Regions from separate parts of the Pan troglodytes genome. Here region 2 is linked to region 1. Evidence: chromatin contacts called from public Hi-C data. All regions are on one chromosome and are shown on one strand. The core of a region is the stretch at or near the end of the contact, and the rest is flanking DNA. Distances in the headings are between cores, read along the strand shown.

Region 1 (5,100 bases), core at 1,830-4,329:
CACTTTGCCTAAGCCCGAGACTGCCCTGGCCTTACTCAAGTTTGATCTGCTGTCCCTGCTACCTCCCTCTTCTTCATGGCTTAGAAGCTCCTGAACTTGGCACCAGACGGACTTGAGCGACAACCTCTCTAAGCCTCATTTTCCCCATCTGTATGAAAGAAAATGCCACCAGATTATTGCTTAAGGTTCAGGGTGGTGCCAGACCCAGCGTAGCCTCCTATTGCTCTGGGAGGCTGACTCTGGGAAGGTGGTCCTTTCAGATGCCCCATACAAGAAGTAAGGAGAGGGGGTGAGGAAAAGAGAGTGGAGCAGGACGACCTCCGGGGACCAGCACACAGCAGCTGGGCTGGCCAGCACCCTTCCTGCCACTGACACACCTCAAGACATGTTTGTTTTCTGGGTCCTCCTCAGGGTCAGAGTGGGAGCAGGGAGCACGTGGGGCGGTGGGGGACAGATGTTGTTTTTCAAGTGACAAGTGCGACTCTGTTTCCGATTCTCACAGGCAACCTGAATGCCCATCACATCAGGCAGGGAGAGCTGCCCAGATCTGACACTAACCCCTTGTGGAAGTGCCTGGCGGGTCCGTGGGGTGAGGGGGTACCTCCTACAGGGCAACGAAGGCGGAATGAATTTAGTGCCTGTGAATGAAGCGGGATTGGCAGCCTTTGAAACAAACTCTGTCTTTGTTCCTGACCGTACCTCCCAGACCAGGGCAGTGCCAGCTTTCTTCACTCCATCCTGCCCACATTCTTTGGCCCAACTCAGCTGTGAGGACAGGCACAGAGGCTCCCATGTTTTAAGCCCTAGAAGGAATCAGTTAATCTGTGTCTCGGAGACCCACAAGCAGCCTGCGGCCTGCACGGGTGGAGTCTTAGAGCTGAGTTGCCAAGATAGCAGCTTTCACACACTTGTGACTGTAGCCTACAGTGAGAAATAAATTTTGCACTATGACCCAGTGACACACACCCATCCACCCACACACGCACATTCATGTACACGCTCACACACAATCTAAACATTTAAAAAATGAGAGAAATAGACTAGACAGTATAAGAATGCAGTAAAGATAAATACTGTTTTGTGAAATGTGTGTATGTGTGTAACTCTGTGTGTGTGTTGAGTCACGCATGATAGAAAGTGTATTTCTGACTGTGGATTGTGGTAAAAAAAAAAATCAAAAGAAATTTGTCTGGATCATTGTTTCTCCAACTATATAGTAAATCACCAGACTAGAGATTGACAAAACACTTTACCATATTAAAGTCCCCGAAATTCCCACAGCAAAGAGAATCTGTTGAACTTTGCTGATACCCCTACTTCCCCCGCAAATGCTAATATTACTATGTCATGGAACCAATATTTCATAGAACACAGTCCTGGAAGGAATTTGAAAAATTCTCTAGAATTTCCACAGGAGTTTTTAGCCACAGGGTAAGAGGGAGTCTATTTCAACAAGTGCAGAATTACTAAATCTGTTATATTGTTGGTTGCCATGTAAGTTTTTTTTTAAGTCCTCCTGCTGAGAAATGTTTGAAACCTACACGTCTCATCCAGCTCTCTCATGTTATGATGGGGGAAGTGACTGGGCCAAGGTTATCCAGTGAGGTCATGGAGAACTGAGACTCAATTTTGCTGAGTTCTCAACTGTAAACCCCTGACTCCACCTCCAGGATCAGATAAATGCCCTGATGGAGGGAGGTTAGGGGCAAGATAATGTATATGAAATATATGAAACTTCTTTGAACAGGCAGAAAATGTATAATAAATCTAAGGAACATATATCTTTTTTCTAAGCCTCAGAAAGGAGATTCTGTAGTTCCAACCAGGAAGTTACCAACCCTATTGTATTGTAACTTAATGAAAACTTTTTCCTATTTTCCAATTCTAAAGAAAGTTGCTCATTGCTATATTAAAACAAATCCAAGAAGTAAGAATATTTAGGCATTACTCTTCTTCTAACTAAAGCCCTATTATTGTTTTCCCAGAAGAGACTTTGCCTATATTGCATTCAAACCAGCAAAAAAATGTCTATTCCTCATCCACAGAGGAATGGAAGTGAAAGTCGTTTTACACGCAATACTGTCTGTATCTAGCAATGCTCATTCAACTTTTGTTGAATGGACAAACGCTTGAACAGTGATTGCGTGTGTCAACGAAGCACTCTCTGTCCTTGGTCAGCCAGTTCTGTGCCACAGGAGCAGATCTCTAGGGACTCTCAATGGCTGCCTTGCCTTTTGGCTTCTGGTTGAGTTTGGCCCAGAGAGCACTGGCAGGGACTCAGAGAGTGGGGAAGAGTGGGTTTGCGTATTAATTCCCCTGGCTGCTTCCCTCTACTGAAGATCACAGCTCCTGCCAGGTGGTGGGAAGCCACCCAGCCCACCTTGTCCCTAGATTCCCATAACCACTCCCTTTGGCCTGGGGGTCACTGCCCCCACAGATACTGATTTAAGGTTTCTCTACATCCTGACTATACATTTGCAATTCCTTTGTTAACTCTCCCCAAGGTACCCCATTTGAGTAGGACCTTGACTGTTTGCTGCGGCCTTGACTTATACTCTGTTTTGTATTCATTTTCTCTTAATATTGCGTAATTTATTGCCTCCCCATCTCCTGCCCCATTTAGTGTGTTGACACTTGCTAAGATATAGAAGACTCATATTTCTCTCTTTTCTCTCCCTTTTGTTGAGAGGCAACCATGGAGATAGCAGGACTTCTTAACCCTGGGGTGCTTTAAAAAACTGAGGCCTGGGCCCCACCTGGAGATTCTGACTCACTGGGTCTGGGTGGGCCCCAGCATGTCTGTTAACAGAAACTCCCCAGGGAACAACTGATGAAGGGAGGGAGGCCTAGCTCTGCAATTTGTCTCTGTGAGATCATAGGCGAGTCCTTCTCCCGGGGCCTCCGTGCTCCACGTGTTGTGTGTGTGTGCGTGCGTGTGCGCCTGTGTGTGTGAGCATGTGTGTGTGAGATGATCTTCGCTCTCTGACTCTGGATCTTATATCGCAGTCCCTAATTCTGATCCCAGCGGCTGAGGCCAGGGTGAGAACTTGGGTTCTGACTGCATGCACCACTGCCCTCTTGTGGACATGCGCACAACTGTGACGGTGGCTGATGCGTTCTCCCCTGTCACCAATGTTAGGAATCAATAGTGCTTCAAGGGGTGATTTAGTCAAGCATAGCAAAGGCTGCGATTAATCACTCCCTGAAGATAGCCATCTCCTTTTTTAAACAGACTTTAGTGAAGACTTCATCCTGAGCATTCTTATTTTAAAAGTTGATTAATTTTTTTAGAATTAGCTTCCTATAGTAAGGGGATGGGGTGGAGTAATTGCTTTGTAGAATAACCATGATTAAAAATAAGGTGGAGCATTCAGGAAAAAGTCAAAAAGACCATCAAGTAGTCCCTGGGAGAGAGCCGCATAGCAGAGTGGCTGGGAGTCCCAGGGATGAGGGAGCAAAGGTTCTGCAGCTGAGCTGCTCAGAATGTTTCCTCCCCTGCTCGCAGATACCCCTCCTGAACGTCTTCTAACCCGCCCCCCCTTGGAAATTTCCTCCTCTGGTGTCAGCCTCCTCTTGCCCCATCTTCTCTCAGTTCCTTTCTTCGAGCCCCTTCCTGGCCTCTGTGTTCTACCACACACATGCTCTTCTGTTTCCTTTTGTTCAACAGATTTCACTGGCCCATTCGCAGAAAAAATGGTAACAACCTGTTAGCTGTTTTCATCAATTTATGTGATGTATTGTGCATTAATTACTAGTATTCTCTATGTCATATTATTATTATTAGAGATGATGGAAGAGGAAGGGCATTGTATATTAATTATCAGTATATTTCATATATATATATGTACGTACGTGTATTTGTTTGAGACAAGGTCTTGCTTTGTTGCCCAACTGGAGTGCAGCAGCACTGCAGCCTTGAGCTCCTGGCCTTGAACTCCTGGCCTCAAGTGATCCTCCCACCTTGGACTCCCAAAGTGCTAGGATTACAGGCGTGAGTCACCATGCCCAACTAGGACTATATAATAATTATTTTGGGGGAAAGATATAAGAAAAAGGATAAATGTGTTTCTAAAATTGGATATAATTTTGAACATTTAAATTTACCTGAAACAGTTTTTGTGTCATATTTGTACAATTTTTTTTTTCTTTTGAGACAGATTTTCGCTCTTGTTGCCCAGGCTGGGGTGCAAATGGCGCAATCTCGGCTCACTGCAACCTCTGCCTCCCGGGTTCAAGCAATTCTCCTGCCTCAGCCTCCCAAGTAGCTGGGATTACAAGCACGTGCCACCATGCTGGCTAATTTTTTTGTATTTAGTAGAGATGGGGTTTCACCATGTTGGTCGGCTTGTCTGTAACTCCTGACCTCAGGTGATCCACCCCGCCTCGGCCTCCCAAAGTGCTGGGATTATAGGCATGAGCCACTGCGCCCGGCCTTGTACAACTTTTAACAGTGATTTTGGGTTCTCCATGATCTCTCCTGCCGCCTCTGTGCTGCCATCATATGGGTTAATATGAATCCATTCAACAGTGTTTTTTCTTGAGCACCTACTCTGTGCCAAGCAGTGTTCTAGGTTCTGAGGATACAGAAGGGAACAAAATTATCTCTTCTCTCATAAAGCTCAGATTCTGATGAGAGGTGAATGTATACATAATCTGAGGGGATGGTTCTTAATTTATTTGCTTCAACAGTTCCTTCTGGAACTTTGGAAATAGGAACAAGCCACCAAGTACCCTTTTTTTTTCATCATCTCCAACATGTGATCTCTTTCTGATCAATTTCTGCAACTACTTTGCCATTTACTGGCAACTTTTTTTTTTTTGAGGCAGTTTTGCTCTTTTGCACAGGCTGGTGTGCAGTGGCGTGATCTCAGCTCACTGCAACCTCCTCCTCTCCAGTTCAAGCAATTCTCCTGCCTCAGCTTCCTGAATAGCTGGGATTACAGGTGTGCCACAGTGCCCTGCTATTTTTTTTTTTTTTTTGCATTTTTAGTAGAGATAGGGTTTTGTCATGTTGGTCTCGAACTCCTGACCTCAGGTGATCCACCTGCCTCTGCCTCCCGAAGTGCTGGGATTACAGGCATGAGCCACTGTGCCTGGCCT
Region 2 (5,100 bases), core at 1,097-3,596, 130 kb before region 1:
CCTAGTTAAAACACTTTCATAAGAGGTAATTCTATTTTTATTAATTATTACAGACATTTTACACTTACACTGTACATTTTTCAAAACACTTTCAAATATATTATTTCTGAAACTGGTATATGACAATCCAGATCGTCATAGTACAGATCTAAAAAGTCTACTGTTTGTGTAATACTCTTTATAAAGAGAACTACTTTTTAATAAATAGCATCTTTCAAACTATGAAATTTCAAAATTTGGTAAGAATTTCAGTTTAAACATGACTATTAAATCTCTAACCAAAAAGCTGAGTAAAAACTTAACTCTCCTCAGCATTCCTCAGAGGCTGAATTTTTTGTTTTAAAGCCTCCTTGTTCTATTGAGCCTTAGTGTAAGATGAAGACCCTTGTGAAGGGGAAATACACTTTTGTTGTCTTTGTAGAGAAACATCTCACTATTGAATATGTAAATGTGAGCAAGTTATTGTCACACAATACTTTTTTCCTTGCCTCATAGGGATCAGCCAATCCTCAATCAGCAAATACTGTATTTCCTAGATTCATATATTTTAAAAAGATTTCATATATTTTAACATATCTGAAAGTGACACTTTAGACAATTATGTCACAAGAAACTCACCAGCCACTAGGCACAGGAGTAAGTTTTTATATAGCTGTGCTTACCTGAATATGTGCAAACTTAGCTGTACACAAAAGATATTTGTTCTTCTACCTATCATTTTAGTTGTTACCTGGTATAGGTAGTACCAAACAAGAATGGCTTTCTCACTTAAATTTGGATCACTAATTTGTTACTTAAATGTTATCAAAAAGATTACACTATAATGCAACACTAACTAACCAGTTGTGTCCATCAACACAATTAAAATAAAACAGTCAGTGGTCTCACACTAAAGCATTTTCCAAAGCCAGAAGTTGGCATGACAGACTCATACCCTGTGAAGGGCTGTACCACTCAGCACTAAATGTCTCTCTGTCCTAAGCTGCACCTTATTTCAAGAGAAGGTGTTTAACTTGTAGTGTATATAACTCAATTATGAAAAAAAGCAAGTTGAGTTTTACAAAAGAGAACAAGCACACAAAACTCCATATTCATCAACATGCCTCAAAATTATACAGCTAATCATAAAGATTTCAGAGAGGTCCAAAGCATTACTATATACAATGCAAAGCAGTGTGCTCCCATGAAGTTGTTCATAATTGTTCAAAAAAAGGCTTAGGCTCAACCTTTCATTAAGAATCTAAACCAATGGTCCATAACTGCAAAACGGACAGTTTCTTTTTTTCTTCTTTGCAAGTTTATTAAATCTGAGCTGCAGGGTGCAATCACTGGCATCTTAGAATCACAGAAATAAGGTATATATTAAAGGTCAACTACTTGTGAGACTAGCTAGACTACTTCTGGCTACACTATAAAAGTTGCAAAATGACAGTAATAAAAACTGTAAGGTTTATATCCAAACAGATACCTTCCCAAAAGGATTACAAAATTGGGACATAAATATGAACTCTTCAGCAAGAAGCAAATATATTAAAAAGTATCATGATGGCCAGTTAAGTCAATTATGGGAACAATATTTTTATTTAATATTGAAAATTATCCTTTGAAGGTAACTTGTTATACAATAAAATTCAAAGAAAAAGTCTATAAAACTAAAATTTAAGAATTATTTCTGATATAGCCTTCTTAAAGTTTAGCAAACAGGAAAGATGTTGTTTATTTCATCTTATCTATGACATGGTGACAAGTTATAAGAAAAATTTAAATTACTCTTCTCCAATTACATTGAAGATATCTGATAATGTCACAGAGTGGAGATTTCATAAGTAGGAGCTGATGGGATGTCTAAATTGGACTCAACATTAGATGAAGCCTTAGAGGTCAGTTGGTTTAGCCTGCAAACCTATGCCTAAATTCTCTTTATTCATTTTTTATACAATGACTGACTTAGTATTTCCACTGATGAGGAACTCACTACCTCAGAAGGGACTGTATTCTGTTTTCAGACTGTTCTCACATAAAAGTTCATTGATACTGAAACATGCTTCTGCATAACTTCTTAGGAGACATAAAAAGTAAGTTGAATGAAACTTCTCTATAACAATGCTCTAAGTATTTAAAAAAAGCTTTCACATTTTCTTGAGTTCTCTCTTCTCAAAGTTGAACATCCCCACTTCCTCATCTGTCTTGTTTTTCCAGACCTATCCTTCTATCTAGGACCACAGCAAAAATTTTTGCTTGGGAGGACAATTTCTAAAAGTTATTTCCTCCTGTACTAACCACATCATGTGAACGTATCTGTACTGAGGACATCTTGCTACTTTTACTTTCTGTTACGTGTTTCGGTAAGTAGAGGCAACTCAGCTATGGCTATGTAAGGCTTTTGGTGTCCTCATAGGGTGAAGGGGAGGAAGTAAGAGGAAGGAAACCAACATTTGCTAAAAGCCTGTCAGGCACTATGGTAGGTGGCCTGAAGATAAACAACTTAAGGAATATGCAGTACAACTAACTGAGGAAAAATGAGGGTTTTTTTTGGTTTAGTAATTTTTTTTTGGATGAGTACATTTAAACTTTTTAATTGAAGAAAAAAAGAAGTGACATAAGAGGGAAGGATTGGGGTAGACAGTGGAAGGTATAGAAGCAGCAAAGGAAAGAGGACCAAGGGAGCCGAGGGTACCCTGCAGAATCTACAGAAATAAAGTTAGGAAATCAAGGTCAGAATTTCTGAACACAACAGTGGAACTTGGGAATTTTAAGAGTATCAAAAGCAGAGGGAAGGGGAATCAGTTGGGGGAATAGAGGTAGCTGAGGGTGGGAGGGGAGTAAGAAGTGGGTGATCTTGTCTTACCCTTTGCTTAGTTTCTGTGTAGCCTGGCAGGGAGACATAATCCCCAGTCAGCCCACCTTGCTGCCTGGCAGGAAAGGGCATAGCATAGAAAAACACCTTTAGTGGAAGTAAATAATTCACCCCCCTGCCTGGAGCCATATCCAGGGGGCTTTGATCTTCCCACTGCCCCCCTTCAGCAATGTGTACTTTGTAAAAGTCCATGAAAGCACTTAGTAAACTGAAAAGTGCTATATAAAAGGCAAGATATTATTGTTTAGAATGAAATAATGGTACACCAGTATTTCTTTACTGGGAGCAGTGGGGAAATAAAAAAGAAAGAATATTCCTTTCGAGTCTCACAAAATAACTCCAAAAATTCTCCTTTTACTTTTTGAGTTTTGTTATAAAACAACAGACATAAATGAAATGACTGCAAAGAGAAGCAATAAAGATGCAATGATGCAACTGACTAGAAAAGCTAAGTAATGCTTAGCTGTAACAAGGAAGGAATAATGGTCAGGAGGGATATTCTGGTTTCAAACGCCACTTCCCTGGAGGGAGGGAAAAATCCATTTAGCTTTGACCTTTTATATGTAAAGGAAACGTGTCTGTTGCTGAGAAGACAAGACCATTTTTCTATGGATACCCTTTTCCTCTTACTATTGAAGGTTCTAAACATCTTCAGTAACTCTGGATGAATTTTAATCATAAGGAGAGGTTGCTAAGTTATTTGAATCACTGAGCTAAGGAAACTGGAAAAATTCAAATTGTATCTGAGTGAAAAGAAAGCAATGTTGTTGAGTTAAAAGAAAAATTCCTCATAACCTGAGAATTACCAGCTCCAGTTTGCAAATACCTTTTAAAATTTCTAAAGCTGGGTTACATGTAGAAAATTCACCTGGTCACATTTCAGTGTCAGAAATATAAAACACAAAGTTCTTCAATGCCCCCAACTAAACTTTGTGATCAAACACAACATAAGAAATAAAAGCCCACTGAGCTAAGAGTCTCTTAATATACCAATGAAAATTAGTTGGCAGTATCCAAGATCCTTTAAAGAAATACTTAACAAAAGCCAAGGAATATGTTTTACTAATGAAATTATTAAGCCACTAGTTATTCTACCAAAACTTTTCTTATGTTAATAATAAAATGAAAATCAGAAAGTGGAAGCCTTTCCAGTGCTAGGCTTTAAGTTTGGTCTGGGCACCCTGAGGGTCTAGGTGAGAGGACAACGCTGCTCCAATTAGGGCTGCTGCAACAACAGAAGCACAGTCCACTGAGCTGGCTGCTGTGATCAGCCCTCTCAGAGGAGAGGCTTGAGGCTTAAGGACTGGAACAGCAGGAGAGCTGCAATCATTACCGCTCAATCTGCTAACCACCACCTCCAAGGACAGTCCAGAAGTTCACAGTAACCTACAGTCCCAGTCCCTCTTATACAAGTCCGTATCCAACCCTACCTTCTAAAACGAAGCCCCAGCAACAGATACTCACTGAATGACTGCCTATAGAATTACTTTAGGAACATGTCTAAATGAAGAACCTGAAACACTACTATGTGCAATCGATGACTGAACCTCCTTCCTTTCTCTCTCTCATACTATGAATGCTCCTCCATTTCTCCTTTATGGGAGAAAAACAAGCACAATATTTATTTGGAGTCCACTGTACTTATTAAAACTGTGCATACTTTAGATTTAATTTTAAAAAGAAAAACTAAGTTGAAAATCTTCTAATTTTATGAAAATTATATAATAAAATTACTCTTTGAACGTGACCCTAGATTTTTTTTCCCATTAAGAGTACCTCCCAAGCTTTAAATAATAAAGCATAGGTCATAAACAAATTTTTAGACATCAAGTTTAATATGAACATTAAGAAACACTAAAACATACTATTAGTTTAAAATTGTGATGTAATTTATTAAAGGAAATTATTAAACTAGTATACCTTTTAGTTGGTTCCATCTGCAAATTCTTACCTTGAATCCATCCTTCTTGTTTTTTTCCAAACCTGACCATTCTCCAGGCTGAAAATTCATTTTAAGAGAAATATAAGTGACTTGGTAAAAGCAATACCTATAATTTCCCGATCTTGGACTTTAAGGTAAGAGCTTCCAGATACGGCATTTAGTTTAATTTACATAATAGGGGAGGAAAATTATTTGGCTCTAATTACTCAGGGAATACTGTTGCTCTAACAACAAAATCAGATAAAAGCTGAAACCAACCCTCTTAATATCTTCTATGCACTTGATGATGTAGCTCCTCTTG

The links. Hi-C and Micro-C count contacts between places; a contact is called where the count stands out from the background.
Region 2: a contact with region 1 is called in a Hi-C map of a lymphoblastoid cell line, with 3 times the contacts expected there. The contact joins two enhancer-like sites. A contact is called at or near these places in 5 of 7 Hi-C or Micro-C datasets (blood, induced pluripotent stem cells, a lymphoblastoid cell line and 1 more) and 1 of 1 other capture datasets (stem cell-derived neural stem cells).

Annotation. Positions count from the first base shown.
Region 1 is chr1:175,695,425-175,700,524 of NHGRI_mPanTro3-v2.0_pri, reverse strand. No RefSeq gene overlaps it. Among named protein-coding and RNA genes, the nearest start is that of USP24, 63 kb to the left of the region's middle. Within about 2 kb of position 3,079, at least 4 of the 24 cell types and tissues checked have an H3K27ac peak or open chromatin away from gene starts, as enhancers often do. A contact at or near this core is called in a lymphoblastoid cell line, where this site is marked.
Region 2 is chr1:175,822,312-175,827,411 of NHGRI_mPanTro3-v2.0_pri, reverse strand. USP24 (ubiquitin specific peptidase 24) reads right to left here. Exons shown (of 68, transcript XM_016919208.4): 15 at 5,058-5,100; 16 at 4,809-4,856. Among named protein-coding and RNA genes, the nearest start is that of USP24, 64 kb to the right of the region's middle. Within about 2 kb of position 2,346, at least 1 of the 24 cell types and tissues checked has an H3K27ac peak or open chromatin away from gene starts, as enhancers often do. A contact at or near this core is called in a lymphoblastoid cell line, where this site is marked.